Regions from separate parts of the Oryctolagus cuniculus genome. Here region 1 is linked to region 2. The links are chromatin contacts, called in public Hi-C maps. All regions are on one chromosome and are shown on one strand. The core of a region is the stretch at or near the end of the contact, and the rest is flanking DNA. Distances in the headings are between cores, read along the strand shown.

Region 1 (4,119 bases), core at 342-2,841, 50 kb before region 2:
CTTTTGCCGTTGGTTCACCCTCCAATGGCCGCCACAGCCGGCCGGCGCACCACGCCGATCTGAAGCCAGGAGCCAGGTGCTTCTCCTGGTCTCCCATGCGGGTGCAGGGCCCAAGGACTTGGGCCATCCTCCACTGCACTCCCGGGCCACAGCAGAGAGCTGGCCTGGAAGAGGGGCAACCGGGACAGAATCCGGCACCCCGACCGGGACTAGAACCCAGTGTGCCGGCGCCACAAGGCGGAGGATTAGCCTAGTGAGCCGCGGCGCCGGCCCATCTGGGAGGACTTTTTGACAAAGGACCTGGAGATACAACATAGCTTCTCTTGCTCACTGCAGAAAGGTTAAGTGGTTTTGGACAAAGGATTCATAGCTCTTCATGCACTTTGCTTAGAGATAAGAGTTACAGTCTCTGTGGCATCAGGAAAATCTTTCAGGGAATTTTCCAAGCACCTTCCAAAAGGGGTATGTACATTCATAACCAAGTGCAGATCAAGGGTGATGAAAAGCATTTAAAAAAAAAGAAAGAGAGAGAGAGAGAGAGCAAACATCGTAGGGCACAGGGGCTGGAAAATGCGTAACCAGTGGAGATAACCAGAGAAGGGGTCGTTTCTGAGATGGACTTAAAGAATGGGTAGAATTTCAACAGGAAGAGATGGCAGCACGAGTTGCTTCAGGAGGCTGGTGTGGGTGCCCTTCCTTATTTAAGGGAAGGCCAGAAAGATTGCCTGGCCTTGAGCTGGAATGACCAAGGTTGGCCAAGATGGCGGTATCAAGGACCCATCCAAGAGAAGCCCAAGAAGGTTGCTATGATTTTAATATGGTTTTAATATGGTTGGTTCCCTTGCAAACTCCTGTTGAACTTTGATTCTAAACCCTGCTGACAGGTGGCAGGTACCCTTCTCTGAGAGATTGACAGATCTGGGTTAATTTTCACAGGACTAACTAGATTAGTTATCAAGAGGGTAAGTTGTGACAAAGCAAGGCAGCCCCTCATATTTCGTCTCTTCCAGTGGAGCCGGCTGTCCCTTCTGATTTCTGCCTTTTTATGATGCAATGTGAGGCCCTCACCAGATGCAGCCACCAGATCTGGGATTTTCTAGTCCCTAGGACCTTGAGCCAAAGCAAACCTCTTTTCCTTATACATTATCCAATCTCAGGTGTTCTGTTATAGCAACAGAAAACAGACAAAAACAGAGCTGAGTACATGGAGAAAGAGTCATTTTCTGACAGGACAGTTGGAGAGCTTCCCCCTGGAGGAGAAGTGAGGGATGACCAGGAGCAGATCTGCACGGGCCTTGCTGCCTGAGGCAAGTCCCTGGGCAGCACCTCAACCCACACCCCCTGTGTGCAGGATACGTGCTTTGGGATCTCCACTGTCTGGCTGAACACAGAACCCTTTAACTTCACATGTGACTCATGTTTACAGAAGCATCACTGGACAGTCTGTTTGGCTTGTGATGCAATAACTGTGTGTACCATGGAAAAAATGAGAAAGACCTCCCAGCAGGACGCCAGGGTGCAGTTGAGGAAATCCTGTGATGTGTCATCCAGGCAGTGCTGGAAGGCCACCAGAGCACTGGGCAAGCAGAACAGTATCCCCCGTTCTTAAAATGTCACCAGGAGTAGGGAGCATAGTTTGTTTTCCTAGGCCCAGGTCAGATTTCCAGCTTCTTGGGGAGGATATTGTGCGCCAAGCAAGAGCAAGTTTTCAGAGGATCATCTTGCAGCAGAGGCCTGGGTAGTTCAAGTTCTCCATGTCACCTATCTGGCCATTCTGTTACCAACAGTGTCAGGCAAGTACCATTCCTGATCTTGAGGTCACCAAAACCATTTTTCTTTCTTTTTTATCTCTGTCCAAAAGCTCTCTCCTCTGTTCCATCCCTCAGCCATGTGAATTCCCCATAGGAGTATGACTTTCTGAACTACAGCTATTTCTTTCAAGCAAAGTTTGTACATTGTTATGCCCTGGTCATAGCTGGAGCCTTGACTTCTCAAGTAACCTGGGCTTTGAATTTGGTCAGCAAGATTTAGAGGGAGTTGAAATGGTAAACAAAACAATTTAAAAAAAATCATACAGGGGGCTCAGCATTGCAGCCCAATGGGTTAAGTCACAACCTATAATGCTGGCATCTCGTGTTGGAGTACCAGCTTAAATCCCTAGCTGCACCACCCCGATCCAGCTCCCTGCTCTTGCACTTGGGAAAGCAGCAGAAGATGGCCCAAGTGCCTGGGCCCCTGCCACCCATGCAAGAGGCCTCGCTGAAGTTCCAGGCTCCTGGCTTCAGCCTGGCCCAGCCCTGGCTGTTGGGGCCATTTGGGGAGTGAACCAGTGGACGGAAGAGCTTTCTTTTCTCTATCTCTCTCTCTTTCTCCATGCCTGTCACTCTGTCTTTAAAATAAATAAACCTTAAAAAAAATATATTCTGCAGACTTTGTCATTTTATCCCAGTGAAAGCTTATTTTAAAGGATTATACATCATTTAGAAGATACGAAAGAGGGTATGGCAAAAAGTAAACTTCCATCCTTCCACCCACCCTGACCCACCTAGTTCCTCTGTAGGAGGTAATGGTTTCTCTAGCCTGTTTTATGTGTAACCTACATACTTTGATGTGTTTGAGATTCACTTCTCTTATCAAACATCACCACTGCACTAGTACCCCTTTATCCCCTCCTCCTCAGTCACAGGGTCATCTTTTTTATTTATTTATTTTATTTTTTTTTTTTTTGACAGGCAGAGTGGACAGTGAGAGAGAGAGAGACAGAGAGAAAGGTCTTCCTTTACCGTTGGTTCACCCTCCAATGGCTGCTGCAGCCGGTGCACTGCGGCCGGTGCACTGCGCTGATCCGAAGGCAGGAACCAGGTGCTTCTCCTGGTCTCCCATGCGGGTGCAGGGCCCAAGGACTTGGGCCATCCTCCACTGCACTCCCTGGCCACAGCAGAGAGCTGGCCTGGAAGAGGGGCAACCGGGACAGAATCTGGCACCCCGACTGGGACTAGAACCTGGTGTACTGGTGCCGCAGGCAGAGGATTAGCCTATTGAGCTGAGGCGCTGGCCTACAGGGTCATCCTACTCCCCACCCAGGGAAATATTGTATGGATGACATTAGAGACCCAAGGTCAAGGGGAGAGTGACAGCTCAGGGTCCCTATTCACCTATAGGAATCATCCTCTCCCATCTCCTCTTCCTCTCTCTCCTACCCCTTTGCACCTCCTTTAAGAAGTTGATGCTCTGATCCACAGTCCCAACCATCCACACATCAGTGACACCTACAAGTTCATTATCGCAGTAAAATTTCCCTGCCTTATTTTATGACTCGGACTATGCTCCCAGTGTATATAACTTTGCTATGCTGAAGAGTCTTTTAGTAAACTGTAAAATGCAGGTTCCTGGATTCCCCCGTCCAGAGATTCAGTAGGTCTGGGCTAAAGCCTGGGGTCTGCTTTCCCCAAAACTCTCCCTCCCCGAAGGTGACATTGAGTAGTGTGGTTCCTGGATTGCATGCGGAGAAACACCATCTTCTGTGTTGTCCCTGCCTTGCCTCACTCTTCTATTTGCCACCACTGTTTGGTTGTTATTGTTAGATTCTCAAAGTCATGAGCCCTGGATAACTATTCTGCATGACCAGGCTGTTTGGCTCGCTCTCCTTCTGTTTTCAGTATAAGAACCTGGTAGGTGTGCTCGGGAGAACTTGTCAGAGCCATTCTCCCTGGACTTTGTAAGATGACACCACCTCTTTCTGTGAGGCCATTGCCTACCTAAGGTCAACCACCATGCCAGATGCCAAGTTCCGATCTCTGCCTTCTGTCCATCTCCCCTCGCTTCGACAGCCACAGCTTTCCGTTGGTGGAAGCCTCCTCACTGCTTTGGGTTTGCAGACCAGGATCTCAATGTCCCTAGGCCTAAGCAGCGAGACTAGCAAGGTCTGGCCCTCTGTCAGTGCTACAGCACGTGTGCCAGAGAGCATTCTTCAAACTCCATGGACCCTGAGGGGTCACCTAAGTGTGCTTTGTTTTAAATTTCTTTATTTATTTATCTGAAAGGCAGAGGGCCAGACAGAAATCTCCCATCCATTGGTTCACTCCTTAAATGTATGCACCACTCAGGGTTGGGCCAGGC
Region 2 (4,448 bases), core at 1,751-4,250:
CTAGAGTGCTCTCCTGTCTAGTGTTTTTTTTTTTTTTAATGGTAATCACATGATCCCATTTTTAACTTTTAGTGTGTTTCAAGGCCAAATATTAGTCTGCTACTCTGTTTTGCATTCTTCCTGTGCCTCTTCCCTCTGCAGCACCAGTCGCTGGGGATTTGACTGTGTTTACCACGAAGTTAAATTTTAACCCAGCATGACTGGTGACTCGCTGGGGAGCCATGCGGAAGTGCAGGCCCCGCCTGGACCTTCTCCCTCAATAGTTCCTCCCACTGGGAGGCTGGGGGCCCTGGGGAGCCGCTGAACTTGGCAGATCGTTTCAGGACTGGTGGGCACAGAGTCCGGGACATCCTCAAGGAGGATATATTTGAAGTGACCCTGTGCAGTGACAGTACAACAGGACATGGGGACTTAAGAATGTGTGCACTTCTGTGTGGGGGTATATGTTTTAGATAAAATGTATGGTGTGCGTGATTACATATGTATACATGTGTACACATTTGAATGACAGACTGAAACAGAGAGGGAGAGAGAGAGAGATCTTCCATCAGCTGGTTCACTTCCCAAATGGCCACAATGGCTGGGCTTGCTTGGTTCAGGCTGAAGCCAGGAGCCAGGAACTCTGTTCTGGTCTCCCAGATAGGTGGTGGGGGCCCAAGTACTCTGTCTTCCACTGCCTTCCCAGGCATGTTAGCAGGAAGCTTGATTGGAAGGGGAGCAGCCAGGACTCCATTCAATGCTCTGTGGCCTGCTGGTGTCACAAGTGACGGTTTAACACATTATGCCACAGGTTGGTTCCCCAGTGGGGTCTTTTAAAAAATGTACTTTATCTCAGAATGCAGTACACATATCTATAAAAATTACTGAAACAAAAAGTTTTAGAAAACTTTAGTTAAGTGCAGAGCACCCTGGAGTTTTTTCTATCCTGCTGTTTCCTTTCTCTAAATCGGCAGTGACTCCTGAGGTGCCAGGTTCCAAGCTGAGTGCGGACCAGGCTGCCCCACAGTTGTCCATCACCATGGCCAGGCCATCTCCCAGGCCATGGCCCCCTGGGCGGGGGGGTTAGAGCTCTCCAGGGGCAGATGTGGAGGAAAGGGACGAGAGGACCAGCCTGCACCAGGGGTCTCTCCAGTGCCCGCTGCCACATATCTGCCTGCTGAGCCTGCCTGCCACTCCAGGGACGTGGGGGTACTCAGGAGACCTGAGGCTGCCTTCTGAGCCGCAGAGGGTGGCAATGGGAAATGGGGAATTGGACGTGCAGAGTTACGGCTCGTGGGTGGGGCTGCAGAGAGCCAGATTCCAGCTCAGGATGAGCAGTAGACTAATATTGCTTCTGCCTGTGTCCCAGAAAAAAACCCACTGGTCCGTGTTGCTCCTAAAACTCACAGGTTCAGCGTTGGCATCCCACCCCCACTGCCCTCTCCGGTCTAAGATGGGTGGTGTGGAGCCAAGTGAGCTTGTTGTCTCCTCCTGGGCTTGGGGCTTTGGATCTTTCCTCTTGCAGCAAGAACCACAGCAGTAGCCACACCCACGACTCCTGTCAAGCTGGGAGCAGCCAGGACTGCCAGATCTTTTTCCTACTCTACCAGGCTTCCACCATTAATCCCCATGCCTTTTTCTTTACTTTTTAACTCAAATGCCGGGTTTTACATGTATTGCTGGCCCATGGTACCTTATGAAGCTGCAGCTTTGGAGTCTGTCCAAAAGGGATTTCCCTTTAAGGAATTTAAGGAAGGGGATTTAGCTCTCAAGAGCCAAAGAAAGAGTACAGAGGTGGTATTTGGCTTATTTTTGTTGTTATTGGTTTGTTTGCTTTTAAAGGATCAGGATAGGGAGACATTCATTGCTTTGTTGCTGGGGTTGGGATCACAGGTGGGGTCCACTCTGAGTGTGGCGATGCCACTGCCCAACTTGCAGCTCTCTTTTATTCTAATCAAGTCCGTGTCTGTTATGAGCCTCCGCCACTGCTGTTCCCGATCAAGTTAGATCTTCCCCAGGAGAATGTCGTCTACTGGCCACATAAGTTAAAAGGAGGCTCCTTCGAGTTTCTCCCGGAAGGCCCCTGCGTTTGGGTGGCATTCGCTATTCTGATGTCTCTGGGTTTCATGCCATAGAGTAGGCTCGGAAACTTGGCTGAGCAAATGACAGGGTGGCATGTCTGGGTTCATGTTCACCCTCAGATCCCTGGGAAGGTGTAGTGATCAGCATGGCCCAGCCGCAAAAGCTCAGGTTTACCCTGGGATTATCCATAGCCCTCTCCCTGCCCCTCTCTCTCTCAGTAGCATTGTAGGAGGAGGGAACACTTAATTCTGGTTGAATGTCAGCGTGGATAAACATAGAAACAAACTAGAAAACACTGATTGTGTTCTCCTAAGTGGAACAGAGTGACATTCCCATTCCATACAGGCATGAATCAGCACATGTACAATATCCCATCTGTCCGTGCGGCACACTGCGGGCTGCCGGTGATGATCACCGTCAAAGTAACCATAGCAGGGTCAGGACGCTGATCCTGAGCGTTTTATGTCATTAAGTGCAGACGAGATTGGAAGTATAGGGCGATTGTGTAAATAAAGTGCGAGCGTCCTGGTTAAAATAAGACACGGCTGGCCCCCCACCCCCACCCTAGCTCAGCTCCGATTTGTGAGAAAAGCAGGCCGTGGTGTGTGGCCCACAGTTAGGTGGTGGAAGTGAGGGCAAGCGTCACCCAGCAGTGCACACACAGCTGAGGCCTGGATAACTGTGGGCTTGTGGTACTTAGCCTTTTAAGCGTCTGTGTGTCACAGAGCCAGCCCCTTGCCCTTTGTAAACCTGGAAGAATTTGAGACTGATCTGTTTAACCTGCCAGAATTCTCCCTCCCTCCCGCCCCCTGGCGCCTCTGCCCAGTCTAGATTAGATTTCAAGAGGCTTCCCTGTTGTCATCTTGGCCAGACCCTGGAATGTCTCTCCCATTTGAACCTGGACTTTAAAAAAGAGTGGGAGCCAGTGGCCAAGTGTCACATGGATTCTGTGTCCCGAAAATAGAAACCTCCCAGGGCATCTGCTGGCCTGCACAGGGTTGTGGCCTGCACCTTTCCCCAACTCCCCACCCCACCCCGAGCAGAGGCCAGGGCTGGGGGCCCCCGGACAGCTGGCCTGCAAAACAGGTCCTGGTTTTTGAAGCTACCTCTGTGGGTTGCTCACAGATGAGCACCTCCGAGCTCACCGATGGCTTAGGATGCAGCAAAAAGGCCAGCGGGTGTTTGTACCCCAGCCACAGAGGGCCTCTTCCCAGACCGGCCTCCCCTGAGCAGCTGCACACAGAGGGAGTGTAGGTGGGTGTGTGTGCACAGGCACCGTGTTCAGAACAGTGGCCCCACAGGTGGAGCAGGTGGCTGCGGGTACAGAGCTCTTGGGGGTCCTAGTGATCAGCCTGGAAGGCCCCAGCTGCAGGCCGGGGCGCTTACTGGCAGCGGCACCAGCAGACCATTGGCGGGCCACTGCCATGCTGGGTACCCATCCACTCCTGAAGTTGGTGCCTTCCCTACGGCAGCCTGCTGTGGCTCAAGATGCCCCCACCAATTGGGACTTCGGGCCCTGACTGGGGTCCTCATTGGTGACTGGGCAGCTTTGCAGTGTGCAGAAGAACGCCCAGTACTTAGACTGGAATGCATCTTTGTGTATTTTATTTTTCGTGTATACAAGTCTTGTCCTTGACTCATCAATTTGTGTGTGTATGTGTGTGTGTGTGTTTTGCCTGTTTCATTTTGAGTATGAATTAATGAAAACACTTGTTTCACAGGCATATGTATTTCTTGCAACTGAAGATGGACATTTGCGAAGGAAGGTAATGGACGTTTTGCATTTTCCTTTTCCTGTCCAACTAGCCAAATTTCTGGTCTTCATCTAATCGAGCATGCTTTCCCAGCTATGCTGTTCCATCAGGAACAACAGACAGCTGTCGGAGGCAGCGTCCTGTCTGACAGAGGCTGAGGACATCTGTTTTTTTTTGTTTTGTTTTGTTTTTTGTTTTTGACAGGCAGAGTGGACAGTGAGAGAAAGAGACAGAGAGAAAGGTCTTCCTTTGCCATTGGTTCACCCTCCAATGGCCGCTGTGCTGATCCGATGGCAGGATCCAGGTGCTTCTCCTGGTCTCCCATGGGGTGCAGGGCCCAAGCACTTGGGCCATCCTCCACTGCACTCCTGGGCCACAGCAGAGAGCTGGCCTGGAAGAGGAGCAACTGGGACAGGATCCGGTGCCCTGACCGGGACTAGAACCCGGTGTGCCAGCGCCGCAAGGCGGAGGATTAGCCTAGTGAGCCGCGGCGCCGGCCAGGACATCTGTTTTTAACTCAGTCTTGGTTCAGAGACTGCAGACTGTTCAGCCTCCTTTCTACTTCCATTATTTCCATTTCATCACAGAAGAGGCAGGATTCTTCTGGTAGAGACCTGAGCCCTTTGGGAGGGA

Evidence for each region. A called contact is a pair of places that touch in the nucleus more often than the background predicts.
Region 1: a Hi-C map of psoas muscle shows a contact between it and region 2, with 3 times the contacts expected there. The contact joins two enhancer-like sites. A contact is called at or near these places in 3 of 6 Hi-C or Micro-C datasets (ear pinna, psoas muscle and an unstated tissue).

Annotation. Positions count from the first base shown.
Region 1 is chr1:213,202,278-213,206,396 of mOryCun1.1, reverse strand. All of the region lies in intron 1 of PTPN3 (protein tyrosine phosphatase non-receptor type 3), which reads left to right. Among named protein-coding and RNA genes, the nearest start is that of PTPN3, 36 kb to the left of the region's middle. Within about 2 kb of position 1,591, at least 1 of the 8 cell types and tissues checked has an H3K27ac peak or open chromatin away from gene starts, as enhancers often do.
Region 2 is chr1:213,153,028-213,157,475 of mOryCun1.1, reverse strand. PTPN3 (protein tyrosine phosphatase non-receptor type 3) reads left to right here. Exons shown (of 25, transcript XM_070055403.1): 6 at 3,783-3,827. Among named protein-coding and RNA genes, the nearest start is that of PTPN3, 86 kb to the left of the region's middle. Within about 2 kb of position 3,000, at least 2 of the 8 cell types and tissues checked have an H3K27ac peak or open chromatin away from gene starts, as enhancers often do.